2 separate regions of the Mus musculus genome follow, and region 1 is linked to region 2. The links are chromatin contacts, called in public Hi-C maps. All regions are on one chromosome and are shown on one strand. The core of a region is the stretch at or near the end of the contact, and the rest is flanking DNA. Distances in the headings are between cores, read along the strand shown. Region 1 overlaps Tenm4 (teneurin transmembrane protein 4). Region 2 overlaps Tenm4 (teneurin transmembrane protein 4).

What was found. Hi-C and Micro-C count contacts between places; a contact is called where the count stands out from the background.
Region 1: a Hi-C map of cerebral cortex shows a contact between it and region 2, with 2.3 times the contacts expected there. The contact joins two enhancer-like sites. A contact is called at or near these places in 9 of 39 promoter capture datasets (the 3T3-L1 cell line, cranial neural crest, frontonasal cranial neural crest and 4 more), 1 of 484 Hi-C or Micro-C datasets (cerebral cortex), 2 of 115 datasets of contacts at active chromatin or transcription factors (the NIH/3T3 cell line and fibro-adipogenic progenitors) and 1 of 9 other capture datasets (adipose tissue).

Annotation. Positions count from the first base shown.
Region 1 is chr7:96,812,324-96,819,289 of GRCm38.p6, forward strand. The region is part of intron 18 of Tenm4 (teneurin transmembrane protein 4); the gene reads left to right. Among named protein-coding and RNA genes, the nearest start is that of Gm15413, 14 kb to the left of the region's middle. Within about 2 kb of position 5,183, at least 102 of the 459 cell types and tissues checked have an H3K27ac peak or open chromatin away from gene starts, as enhancers often do. A contact at or near this core is called in adipose tissue and cerebral cortex, where this site is marked.
Region 2 is chr7:96,516,440-96,523,997 of GRCm38.p6, forward strand. All of the region lies in intron 4 of Tenm4 (teneurin transmembrane protein 4), which reads left to right. Among named protein-coding and RNA genes, the nearest start is that of Gm15412, 180 kb to the left of the region's middle. Within about 2 kb of position 6,057, at least 32 of the 459 cell types and tissues checked have an H3K27ac peak or open chromatin away from gene starts, as enhancers often do. A contact at or near this core is called in adipose tissue and cerebral cortex, where this site is marked.

The sequences.
Region 1 (6,966 bases), core at 3,933-6,432, 300 kb after region 2:
GGTCATTTACTTTGATCAAGGTCTCTCCTTTGATTCTGGAGATGACCCTTCTCAAAGACACCAAGGGACACTTTCCTCTCACACTCTCTCATCCCTGTGGGATAAAACCTGCCTCTGCTTTGCAGATTTTTTTAAGTTTTGGGTAATCAAAGCCCAAGAGATGGGGGGAGGGGTTTAGTCTTATGGAATATTTGTTAATTCAGGGTGAAAACCCATGTTAATTCCAACTCTGGCTATAACTCCCCATGCCTCTGTAGGCAAGGTACTAGGTTTCTCTGAGCCTTATTCTCCTCAATTATGAAATAAGGTAGTTTGTCCATGAAGGTTAATCAAGTCTTTATATCAGGCATAAAATTAGCTTTCAGTTTTCTACTGTGTAAACTTGCGTTACAACAACCATAGTAAATTCCACACTCCCATCTAGAAGACTCTGGTTCTACCAACCTCAGGGAGTTCCTGGAAAAATAAAAAAAGTCAGATAGATATGTTAGAAATTGGTGAACTAGAAACTCAGCATCATACTTTTTGGAAATTTCCTACCTAGAATGTTCCCACAGTCTCAAACCCTATAACGGTCAAAGGTCAAGTGTGTAATATTGTAATATTGTATAATGATATTTTAATATTGGCTTTCGAATCCCAGAATAGCTGCTTTATAGCATTGATGTTTAGCTGAGCTACCCTTCAGTCATTCTGTCCACTGCCGAAATCCAGAAGTCAGCCACCCAGATAACCTCAGATGAGGACTATGAGAATAATCATGAACAAGGGACCCTTGTGGTTGGGCCCCGATCTCTAGGCGGAGAGGCGTGTCTTCCTGAAATCCCACAGTGTTGGCATGTCCCTTAATCATGCTGAAACTTGGCATGTCTCATCTGCCCAAATGTGACAAGTCTCTTGTGGATGACCAGGCGCAGAAGCTCACAGGAAGGAGCAAGCCCCAAGGCTGCGTGTTAATGGATTATGCTAAGTGCTGTGGCAGGGTTATGTGTTAGTTGTGGGAGCAGGAAAATATTTATCAGGAAGAGGATGCTGGGGCAGGAAGGAATTTTACTGAGTGAAGGTGAAGGGGTCTTTTGTTCTCAAGAGATCTCACAGAAAAGGGCAGGGGGAAGAAAGCAAGGGTATGGAGCATCCTGGTCTTCAGGTAAGAGGGAGCAATCAGGCTCTGTCTGTGGGAAAGAGGTCAGCTTCCCTGTTTGTATGATACCCTCAGCATCCCGCTGTGTTTTGTCTGTACAGCTACAAGGCCGGAGATAAACAGTAACAGTCATGAAAAAAAAGAGAGAGAGAGAGAACCCCCACCAGGAAGTCACTCTCTTCCCCAGAGTCCAGGGTCTTGGCCCAGCTTTCAAACAGCTGTGGAACATCTGGGCAGCTACAGAACTAAATGTTTTTGCGATTTTGAGAGAACACATAGTCCCCCACATGCATACATTCAAGAGCAGGCTACAAACCAGGGCTTGCTCATTCCTCTCCATAAAACAGAGCACCAGACTATACACCCTGGTTGCCATGCTTCAGAGACAGCCAGCCCTGGGAAAAAAAAACAAAACACAGTTTTCCCAGAAAACCTGGACCCACAGTAGCAAAAGCCCCAGTGTTATAGGAAATGATCTAGACCCTAGGGAAACAGAGCCTTCTCCAGCTGCTCTGAGAAGTGAGCCAGCAGAAAGAAAGAAAAAAAAAAAAAAAAAAAAAAAAAGAACAACCAGAAAATCCCCAATTGCAGGAGAACATGTAGTTTTTGAAGCATATTATAGAAATGAGTTTGTACGTACTTTGTGGCAAAGCTGTACAAAAGCTGTGCTGTGAGTTTGTTCATTTGCTCCACAAATGTTCACCGAGCATCTGCACTGCATCAGGCCCTGGCTCCCAGGGCTTCGGAAATAAATCTAACAGTCTCTGCCCTTGCAAAATGTATAATCTAGAAAGAGGAAACGGGAGGTGACTGTGATACTGTGGGTTCTTGCTGTTGTAGAAGAGCATCCAGGCATTCAGCTGATATTGTCAGATGCCTGGAAGGGAACTTAGATGCAGTGCCAGGAAGAATCCTCGCCCATGGGTCATCACGACTGGAGATACAGCCATCTCGGGAGGACATGTCTTTGGCATTCGGTTCTCAAATGTGAAGAGAGAGAGGTCTTACCTTACTTTGGAATCTTCTAAGTTTATAAGTTCAGTGGGATTTCTATCCATTGGGAGAGTTCAGAGGTTCAGAGCATCCCTACTTTGTAAGGTAGCATGGATAAAATAAACTACAGGACCAGAAGGGCCCAAGATTATCCTCATTGGCCTTTTAATCTCTTAGCCCTGCCCAAGCAGAGACAATCAGATTAGAAGAAATTGGTGTCCAAATGACTACATCTAATGGAAACAAAATGAAATAGTCACCTTCATGTCTGCTGAGGCAGGGGACTCAGCATAATACCAGAAAGTAGTTCAGGGTAGAAGGGGAAAGGGCAAGAGGCCCACTGAGTTCTTGAAATGACTCAGGGCTTGAAGGAGAAATTAGCAGAGCTTAATGTTGAATCTAGTCTAGAGGGAACTTTATCTCCCTCCTTCTCCTCCCCTGCATGACATTGACAAGGAGTTGGGAACCCAGACATGTGACCTCATTTATTTCATTAGAGTCACACAGAAAGCCAATAGCATGGCCCACACTAGAACTCCAGCTGAGTTACTGCATGTGGCCTTATATACATCTAGAAGGCTGCTTCTTCCCATATAGACTTCTGCTCTTCCAAAAATGTGGAGATTGTTGCCCAGAAATGAAGAGGCTTTGAAAAATTGTCTCAGAGGCTTCTAGAGCCTAGGAGAACTCCAGTGTCATTTGACAGCTTGTAGCTCAGTGGTGGATTTGTAGGGTGACATTGAGAGGAACATGGTATTGATGTCCCTCACCATCTCCTCGGAGAAGGACACAAGAGCTTAGCTTCTATTCTACCCAGATCATGCCACTGGATAAAACGGTCTGCTAGTGGCTCTGAGGCCTGGCCTGACTGCATTACAGCCTTTGCTATACCCAAACCTCAGACCTGGCTCCCTTGTCAACCACCAAGGTCCTTCAAGCTACCTGAGAACTCCCATTTCTTCCTCCCCCCTTTACCCCCCCCCCAACTTTCTAGGCTTAAAGTAATCTTTTTAAAATTCAACTTGAATTCCAAGGTTCATTAAGAATGCTATTCCAGTGTTTTTAATCTGTGAGACAAAAAAAAAAAAAAAATTTGCCCATATGGTTGAATTGGGAGAGTATTATTGGTTTGTTTTGTCTTCACGTGTGGTTGGTTGTTCTCTGAATTGAAAAGCAGAAAGCATCCTGAATATGACTAGGAAGCAGCTGGTCTCCTAAGCTTCTGTGGAGTTGCTCTGTGCCTCTTGAATGCCTCAGATTTCACCCAAGGGAGCTGGCTGCTGAGTGGGCCCAGAGGGGCAAGCACTAGGACCCTGACACTAGCTTAGCACCAGTTTCTCCGTGAGTCTCAGTTGCAGATGATAGCTACCTTCTTCATCTCTTACCCTGTGCAAATTCCTGCATGAAATGCTATCACATGCATCTTCTCAAATGACACACAGTGACCATCCATGAGAATTCGTCTCACCCCCATCTCAAAGACGGTGAAATGGTAGTTCCTCCATGCAGAGTGACCGTGAACTATGGAGGTGATGCCTCCCTTGCAGGGTCACAGTAAGAACTACAGGTTTGACTTTAAAGTGCCTGTGATTGGTCAACATAACACAAAGATGAAAAGCCTGGCCCCTGGATTCAGATTCCAGGCTCTTCTTACTGTGTGATGTCCAGTGAGTTACTCAACTTGTTATTTGTAAGTGTCAGCTCTCTTCCTGATCCTTTCTGCCCGAAATCACAGGGCATTGTGTTTATCATAAAATATATATTTATGTATAACTATTTTTCATTGAAATTTTGCCCTCTGTGAAGTTTTTTTTCTGTCTTCTTGCACATGGAGGTACCATATTTTTTTCATTCTTTGTGAATCTTGACTATTTTTCCAATTTTCTTTATTAAAATCTGTCTTGCATGCTGGGTCTGGTGATTCACACCAATAATTAGGAGACTAAGGCAAGAAGATCATAAGTTTAAGGCTAGCATGGGCTACCAAGTAAGACCTGGCCTTGAGAAAGAAATGTATCCTAAACAATTACATATTTGTGGAATAAAAAGTCTACATGTGCATCATTTCACTGCTCCTCCCAACACACTTGTAGGCAGAAACATTTACATACAAGGAAATGGAGTCTAGGAGAAATGCAGTTAAGATATGAAGCCTCACACAGCGGATCAGCAGGAGAGCTAGACCAGGCAGGAGCTATAAAGATGCCAGAATAAAAGCTCTGCTGGAATTTAAGCAGTCAGATCCTTTTTGATAAGGTTTCTCTAAGCAGCTTCAATGTGTAATAATCTCTACTGAGGCTCTTGGCACCTTGAAAGACAATCATGGCTGGCGATGCCCAAATTGACAGATGCAGCCCAGGAGAAATTTCAAGAAAAGGGAGAGCAAAGTTCCCTGTCTCCCCTTCTGCCCCTACCCCCCATCTCCCACTGTGAGGATGGAGCGTTCACACAAAGCCCTACAATCTGGTCACCCTCCAGACTATCTCTAAACCACGTTTCTCATGATAAGAGACAAGAAAGAAATTGACCTTTAAAAATCTTGTGTTCCAAAGAGCAGATAAAGATTTCACAAGTCCTTTTGAAAGAAGGCACAGAATCCATTATAGCAAATGACAAAAACTTCTCTGGGATGTGTACAGAAAGGGGGAGGGGCCACACCCTTCTCTCCTTCCCCAGGGCCTCCCCCAGGGCTGCTCACAGCTTCCTGTAGGACAGCTAGCTCTGCGGCCGGACTGCACAGAACAGCAAGATGAGGCTGGCTGATGCAAGCTGGCAGAAAGACAGATGGGCTCTTCCCTGACTTGCACTTACCAGTTTAAGGAGCCCTGTAAGCAGCCGCAGTAAAACTGCTTATTCTTAGCAATCCTAGTCTGCTTTTAAGCATTCTCTCTCTTCCAGGATATATCCCACCCCGGGCTGGGGAGGATCCCTACCTGGGAGGTCTTCACCATCTCCTGGGCTTCCCTTCTTCCCAGAGAGAGGGATGAGCTCTTCCTGCGTGGCTCCGGCCACAGCTCCCACCCCCCATGGGCCTGGCCACACTGATCTGTTAGACTTGGGAGCCTCACACAGTGAGTCATGAGGTACTCAGAAAATACCAAACCTTTCAAACCACAGAGTCTCCAAAATTACAGACTGATTTCTTCTTCCCCAGGATTTACTCTTCTGTTCCAAAGCATGGCTTCTCCTTGTCATACATGTCTTCTAAAACTTATCATCTCTGCCTAAGAAAATTGAGTTATGCAGGAGCATACACATATACAAATGTACACACATACAAACATACTTAAATACATATATACATACACACAAATACATAAACACAGAAATACATACACACATACATATATATAAAGACATACATACATACATACATACATAAATACGCATATATACATACATGCATGCACACAGATACACACATATTGTGGAACAGGCATATTCATATGCTACCTTCAAAAACAAAGTTTTTTCCTAAATGCCAGTCTTGTATAATGCTTTGTAAATGAAGTTTGTGGGCCCCATTCATTTCAAAATAGGTGTCTCACTTAAATACGATGGTAGACAAGTTGCCTGCATTCACTGCTCAGCAAGCATTTGCCAAGCATACAAAGCATCAGCATAACAGGGTACAGGCAAGCAGAATTTCTGGTCTGGTATCAGTCGCTAACCCACCGTGCACACAGTGAGCAATTCCATAATCCCGAAGTTTCTGGTAAGAGTGTGGCTTATGTGATATCTCCTTTTCAATGATACTAGTTTGAAAGCTCCTTGAGAGCTCTAGTACCTTACCTTTCATGTGTCACCATAGTTGGCTTTATCCATCTCAGTCCTCTGAGGTCACTCTGTACCCAGAATCCTGCCTGGAATGTATGCAGAGGAAGAGATCAGGGCTCCATCAAATGGCTACTGGTTGCCAGGATACCAGGATGCTTGCTAACAGGAAGTACCTGTCAGAAGCCACTAGTAACTTTCCTTGGCTGAGTCCTTACATAGGAGCTTCTCACTGCCACCCCCTCTACCCCCATATCATGTGAAGTAGGTTTCACATTGATTCATTTAACAGGTGAAAGTAAAAGCTCGGAGCTTTTGCTGGACATTTATTTCCAGCAAAATACCCAAGTAGGTCATCATAGCACCCTATTGACCACAAAATACAACAATTTCCTTTTAAAACTCAGCAAAGGAGAAAGTAGGGGAGACAAGGGTGCCCTGAAACTCAGAAATAAAATGAAACTGAAAGCCAGGGCAGCAGGCACAGAGCTATGACACACTCATGGTGACAGGGGTATGTTCACAGTAGGACACTACTGCTGACACTAAACAGAAAACTGAAGAGCCGAGAGGCTCGATTTAAAGTATGTGCCCGCTAGAGCAAAGGGCATGGCACGGAGGCTTTTCTCAGTCTCAGAGCCAGGGGACAGAAGAGCCATCAGTGAGAGACAGCGCTTACACCACAAAGGTCCTGGTCTGATCTTGCTTGCCAGAGTACTAATGCCAAGCTAAGAACCCCACCTAAGAAGCCATCCTAGGTAAGTGGCACCCTGGCACAGCAGGCAGAAGTCACCAGAAACTGTGCTAGGGGAGGTCAGGAGGTGGCTGACCACAGGCTGAGGTTAACAGCTATGCCATACAAGAGGATTACCACTCCCAAGAACTTAATCCAACAGCAAGTATACCATAAATAAGCTTTTATATGACTACAGATATAAACTGATACATAAAAAAAAAAAAACCCTAAGGATGGAACAATCCACCATCAGGGAAGGAAAAAGAGGGGGCCCCCATTTAAAAAGGCCCAGAGAGACCATCTGCAAATCTCAAAGTATTGT
Region 2 (7,558 bases), core at 4,807-7,306:
AAGTTACGCCTCCCTGAACTTCAGTTTTCCCTTCTGCAAAGTAGAAGGGTCGAACCAGCTAATACTTAACCTAATGCTGGCTGTAAATGTCCCAAGTAGCTTTAGTTCAGAGATAGTTGGGCCAACTAAACTGTCCAGCACCCAATGTCTGCCATGCATTCCTCATACGAAGCTCCATCGGGTCCCCAGCGCAGCCTTGCCCTGGATGTGTTAGTGGAGTTATCCCACCAATGCTCTGAGATGCTGGATGCCTGTTGGTTCTCCTACTGGTAAAGGGTACAGCCAGGACTCAAGCCTGGAGCTGCCCATCCCAAATATCCTTTGCTTTGAGCTGGCTTCCACTATGATCAGTATCTCAGAGATTGAATTTAGAAGGCACCAGGCTCAGCATACAGAAAGCCCCATCCCTCCCAGCCTGAACTCTCTGGGCCTCACAGGTAGAACCATCCTGCTTGAGCTCTTACTGATTCTGTGACTTGGGGAAAATCATTTAGCTTTCTTATGCCTCAGTTTCCTGGTCTCTGAAAGGCAGCTATTTCACACAGTTATGTTGTGATGAGACTTGAAGAGAGTCCTGCAAAATATTAGCACAGTCACTAGGATTTAGGTAAATTGAGCTAAATAGTTCCACTGGGTCAGCCTCCCAAGCCTGATGTGAAAACAGATGCAACAAGCCATGGAAAGTATATTATAGATTGCAGTGTGCTGTTTATATATGAAGGATCAGGATTCTAAGATCTGACCCTGGAGAAGCAGTTGAAGGCAAGGGTAACAGGAGCCGCAAGGGACGGTGACCCTGCCGATTCCACACATTTTTTTGTTGTTGTTCCTGAGTTCTCAAGTGCAGTTCCCCCCACCCCCACCCCCCGCCCCTCAGTCAAGCTAGATTTGTTAGGGGAAACAAGTAACATGAGTCTATAAACTTTCAACTCAACTCAATTACAAGGAAGTGGGTAACCGGAAGTGGGAATTCCAAATGAAACCAAACTATATGCGTTGGCTTTACACCAGCAATTAAGTATGTTGATGGGAAGAAAACAGTGATTTTACCCTTTTGAAGTAGAGTTGGGGTTACGGCTGTACACACCTGTGTTGTATTAAGTTGTGGGATCAGTAGGTATAATTACAGAATTTAATTATAAAGTGTGTCTTACTGACATGTGTATGCATGGGTGTACATATTGTAAACCCTTTCAAGACGGTTTATTTAAAACAAAATCATAGAAGGTCAGCTTCTCACTGAAAGGTTCATGGTGGGTCTTCCTGAGTGGGAGGAGCCCAGAAAGTCTTTATTCTCTTGTGTTATTTGAGTAGGAAAATACCCCACTGTGTGTCTCTCCCTCCTTCTCTTCCTCCCCCTTTCTTTCTCCTTTCCCTTCTACTTCCCTGTTAGATCTCCTCCACCCCCTCCTCCCAGTAGTACTATATATCAAACCCCAGCCTCCTGCACTGTACACAAATGCTCTATTCTTGAGCTTGGATGCTTACAAGACAACCATTTCTTTAGAGAAACTTACAGTCCTGTTAGAAATGACAGGCAATAAATAGTCAGAGGATTAGTTCCAATCTCTACTACCTGCTAGGAAAAAAATGGTGTAGTTAGTTTGAGAACAACCAGGGAAGGGCGGGGTGGTGATGAAACAGACTTCATCTTTGATGTTGGGGGAGCCGGGGGCACTCGGGCCTCATCTGTGATACCAGAAAGAGGCTCTCAGGTAGAATGTGGGATGCTCTGAGAGTCCTAGGAAGACGGAAAACCAATTCTCAGCCTGGGGTTTGGGGGCGGGCCTTCTACAGCCCTTATGGAGTTCGGCCTCTTGTGTCTCTTCGAAAGTATGTCCTACTAGGACTAGTGGTGATAGATGCCACCAGCCCACCCCCCCCCCCCGACCCAGCTGCCCTAGAAACCATAACAAAGTTACTGGCTTTGAAGCCTCTGGATGCTCAAGTCTTCCCTGTCTCAGGCAGCTCCCCTCTTGCCAGAGTTCTTGTCCTTCTGTGGAGTCCTAGGCTGCCATTTAGCCTTTCCCAGAGAAGCACCGCAGGGCCAGAGATAAGGCTTTGCATGCTCCAGGCCCTGGGTTCAAGCCCCAGTATCACAGAACATAAAGATAAAACAGCTCTCTCCCAGCCACATCCACTTACACTTTGTGACTTGCTTCTTGTCCTGTGTGGATCTAACCCATTCTATCTAGGGAGTGGAGAGAGGCCTCAAGAAAAGGCAAGGAGCACAGGGGCCCCAGGAAAATTTCCTTTCCCCAGTGGGGGAGTAGGGATATTTATGTGCTTCTTTGTCTAGATCTTATCTACTTTTATTTTATGCATGTATGTATATATGCCATGTGTACACAAGTGCCTGCAGAGACCAGAAGAGGGCATTGGAGCCCCTGGAAGTGAAGTTACAAGTAGTGGGGAGCCACTGTGTGGGTTCTGGGAACCAAACCTGGATCCTCTGCAAGAACTTCAAATGCTCTTAACTCCTGAGTCATCTTTCCATTGTCTGCTGGAAACGCTTGTACTAAATACTTCTATTCAGTCACCTACCTTGGGAGGCAGTGGGAGGTGTTTCCCACTAACTAACTATCATCATGTGGACTTCTAAACTGTAGAGGGTCGTTTCTTGTACAGATAGTTTACTGGGCATTTATTATGTGACAGTGTATCCTAGGCACAGGGAATGATGTGGACAAATTTCCTGAGCTAGGAGATACTGTTCAGGGCAGGTCTTGTCCCAGCCCTATATCTGCCTTTGATCCCATGTTTGCCATTATTATATACAATAAAGATTAAAGTGTGGATAATATTAGGTAATAAGTATGGAAGTGCTTGGGAAAGCATCCAGAAACCTGGCTGACTTTCCTTATAAGCCATTCTACAATCCCAGAAAAGGGCTGGAGCATTGGGTAAGCACACCTGTAGTTCTTTCGTCATACCACTAGATGTCAGTGGTGTTCAGGAGGGGAGGAGGACACGTGGTGATGACCTTTTAGCCAGGTTGTGGAGACTGCAAAATAAAGACTTTCTGTATACTAGATGCTGTCCTGAATGCAGTGAATTTCCCATATCATTTGATGCTTACAGAGGCCCCATGATTTGCATATTCCTATCCCTAGTTTACAGTTCTCAAAGAAAGAACTGCTGCTAATGTTAGTCAGTTTTCTATCTGAAGCCACCATACAAAGATTGCCTTAGAAGCAATGTTCAGCCAGACAGTCCTTGGCTGCTGCCGACCCACTGTGAACAGTGTCTCCCCATACACGGGCAGCAAATGACTGCACAGATGTATAAAGACAAAAGCTTCCATGGATGTCTGAGTAGAGTGCAGTGCAGGTGCTCATTAGACAGACAGAAAGGTACAGGCTGACAAAAGCCTGCAGAGGCAGCTGGGCTGTCTACATCTCCTGTTAGAGAGGTTAGAAATCATAAACACTCTTGGTGGGGCTGGGACTTGACATGAGGAATATAAAAAGGTCTCAGTGAGCTTGACTTTAAATGAGCATATAGATAGAGGTACTATATGCCATTCCAACAATGACCAGCATGGCAAGATGTTCCAAGGGCATAGTAGTGGCACTTATATCTTGGGGGTAACCAATACCCATCCAGTTGTACCTAAGGCCTACTCAGTTAGAGGACATTCATGACTGGTACTGTAAATCTAACCAACTCTGCATGGCTGGTAATGTCATAGACCCGAGAGGAAAACAGTACAGACAGTATAGCTTCTAAACTATATTCTAAATGCTTATACCCACAGATAAGTATAGCTCTCAGCCCTTGTCATAGAAGCTTCTTTTTGCCGAAAACATTACAGAAATTCCAAACTGGTCAAAAAGAAAAACTAACTGTGGGGTACCCAGCCCCACTTTATGCATTTACAGTACAACCCCAAACCTAATTCTCAAGAAACATCGCAAAAGTAGAGAAAGAAAAATCACTAAAAACTGAAAGGCCAGGACATCTGATAATGGCAGAGCAGCTGAGCCCATGAAATCCCAAAAATGTGGTTGCTTAAATAAGATCTGCACAACGACACCAGTTTACATGCCAGTGTGAATAGGGGAAATCTCACAAGGCCTGGAAGAAGAGCTATAGGTAACTAATAGCTACTGAGACGAGGAGAATTAGTATTTCCCATAGACTAGGCCAGCCCCCTGGTAGGCGATCCAAACCCAAGTGGTCAGCTTTAAACATGCACATAGCAGTGACTCTAAATGGGCTCAGAAGGATGTATGTATAATATAATAGACATTGGTTTACATTATATAATAATTTTTTAAAAAGGAGTTTGTGAATTTGAGATGGATCTGAGTACACAAGAAGAATTGGAGAAGTAGAGGCTCTCATCTATAAAATTCTCAAAAAATATATTAAATTATAAAAAGAGCTGGAGTCCAGATCTTCCCTAAGCAATGCCTGAAAGTTGCTGAAAGTTAAAGAAAAAGTAGGGGGAAATTCAAGGTCAAAGTTATACAAAGACAGACTGCGTGTAGTAGCTGATGGTAATTCCAGGCCTTTGGGAGCTGGGGAGGTGGCTCAGCTGTTAAGAGCACACACTGGTCTCCCAAAGCACCTGACTTTGATTCTCAACACCTATGTGGGGCAGCTCGCAATTGCCTATAACTGCAGCTCCAGGGGGCTCTGATACCCTCTCTGGCTCCTCAAATACCCTCTCCTGTATCTAGAAATATGCATGCATGGTGAGTGCACACATACACGCACACACACACAAAACTAAAATAAATGATGACGTCATCCTTCCCAAGAGAAGACATGACAAAGGCAAGAAAGACACTGCTACGTTTCTGTCCTCAACACCCATAGACCTTCAGTTCAGACCCTGGACTACGGCAAGGCAGGGAGAATGATGTGAAGAGTGGAACGCACACAGAAGTCCGTAGGGAGGCCTTGCAAAGGACAGAAGAAACAGACTAGGCATGATTCCCACGAAGGAAAATCCAGGAGCCCTCTCTTAAGTTGAGCCCCACCCAAGGGACAGCCCTGGCGATACCTGAAGCAAACCAATGGCTTTGGAAATGGCTGGGCAATGGGGTCACACAAACAGAGGGAGGGAAGGCTCAAGGGGACCTGATGGCAAGATGTCTCTGTGATGTCTGGGGTACCTACTAGCTTTGAGGAAGCAGGTTTGGGCATGGCAGAATAAATGGTTACATTTGTCCCTGTTGAACCATTTACAAGGTCATTTCTACATGTGACATCTTGTTTGAGGTCAGTTAGCAAGGAGCTGAAGGGGCTCTCTATGTTCTTACCTGAAGGATGAGTAAAGCCGACCTTCGTGCTCATTCATTACCATAGGTTTGGGTGCTGGGGTGAAAATTCTGGTTTTTCTAGTTGCTATGCTACATCGATTTCAGAGCGATGATGTCCCGGAATGGTGATAAAGTTGCTGTTGTTTATGACTCTGGGGCCAGGCATGTTGGTCTGGTTTGCACCTGGAAGCCCCTGAGCCTCGACAAGGCACATCACATGCCTACCGTAACAAGAGAATGTGTCTAGGAGAGAGGGGACCAAATGCAAACTAACATGTGCATCTGCTAGTCGAGTGCTCCTTCTGCTCCTCGTCTTTGTGGGATCGGGTGTGCCCCTGTTCCTGGAGGGTGGGAGCCTATTCTGGTGGCCTGCCGCCAGCTCTTCTTCACGATGAGTCTTCCTTAGGCAAATGCTTGGGAGGAGCCATCTCCAGTTAAGGGCCTGCTTTGGAAGGCAAGTTCTCTGACTCATGCTGAGTAAAGTCTGCACACAAGCAGGTGCCTGACTGGGAGCACATTTCTAGGGCTTAATGAGCATCTGGAAGGGAGGAGACAGGAGGGTCCTGGGGGCAGAGCTTGGCGATCTGCTAGGAGGAGGGGGGAAGCCGGAGAAATAAGCCTGCATTGGGAGTGATATGATCACATGGCATCCATGAAAGATGACTATCACTGGCCAGGAGATGGGATGGAGGCAACACAGGAGACCCAGGATGATGCTGTGGAAGGCAGCAGATAATGCTACTTGGGCAGGCCACTGCAAAACAGCAGACAGCCCTGAGGACAGAGGATCATGTGAGTTGAGAACGACGTGTGTACCTGCGATTGCTGAGTCCTCCCTTTCAGCCTTCACCAGTTGTGGGGAGGGCATTTCCCTTCTCAACAACTTCTTATGCTGCCTAAGTAGGAGAGCCTGGCCCATTGTCACAGTTTATAGTTATCTGTATGCTTTGGTGTTATTGTCTTGTGCTCTGTAGACTCCCAATTCCAAGTCAAGTGGTGTTCATTTTTTAAGGCTTCTTGCCTAGTTTCACGTTGGAGTTCTAAAAAGTATGTGTGACTATGACCACCGTGGGAAGTTAGTGGCTAGCCACTGATGTCCAGGTAACTCTAATGGTCACTGTTTGGTACTGTATTGACAGTTTATTGTTTGATCTCCCCTGACTTCTAGTGTAAGATGCTGCTTGTAAATGGTTTTTAGGATTCCTTTGTTCTATTTTGAAGGGTTGAGGGACCTGGTTTTCTTCATTGTTGTTTGTTTGTTTGTTTGTGAGATTAAAAAAAATGAGGAAAATTTTTATTTTCCAAATATATGTTCTGGAAGAAGGAATCTGGGCTTTAATTATCTGTTCAGACCACAGAGAGGAAGCACAGCTGGCTAGGAATGCTTTGGAAAGCCAGAGAGGAAGCCACGGTATAAAGTGCAAGGAATTTTGGGTTGTCTGGGCTTTGAGAAGCAGAGACTTTAAGAACTGATAGAGTCCCTCTGTGGCCTTACAACAGAGGAGGGAGCAGCTCTGCCTGGTAAGCTCTTTGGCCCAGAAGAAAGAAAATGGGCCCCTGGGCACCATGTCTTCACCCTGTCCTCCGTGCCAGCAGTGCAGAACTAGTATCTGCCTCTGGCAAGTCAGCTTGCCTCTGTTTCCCTATCTGTAAACTGGATGGAGATAACAGAGTCCTCTCTTGGGGGTTGCTGGGAGGACTTGGTGTGATGATAAAGATGAAAGCTACTTCTTTAGTTAACATGAATTTAATGAATAGTATAGTAATTGCTATTATGTAATACATTATTGAAATTTTTTAAAAAAATAATAATTAGAACTTTACTATTAAGAACTTGCAAATAAAATTCACTCAGTAAGCTTAGCCAGTCCCAAAGTCTATACACTGAAATCTTACTAATCATATCCAGGGCCAAATTAAGAGTGTGTGTGTGTGTGTGTGTGTGTGTGTGTGTGTGTACTCGCACAAGAACTGGTCTTCCAAGAAAAGGGATTTAAAAGTGTGAGAAAAGAGCAGATTGTTCCCTTAGAGACCAGAATATCCTGGGAAAATGTCTATAAGTTGCTGAAACTATTTTAGAGTTGCCAGAATATTCCAAGGAACAGAAGAAAAGCCAGCCAGTGGCCCAGCTGTGGACTTTACTAGGTTGCAGGTCCATATGTTTGGCTAGGTCTGGTCTTCTGGCATCCCAGCCTCTCTGAGTCGGGGACAGATCCCAAGAATTGGCTTCCCAGACAGCTGCTTGCTATCTGCAAGAGCTGACTATGGGTAAGGCTGAGGGAACGGGG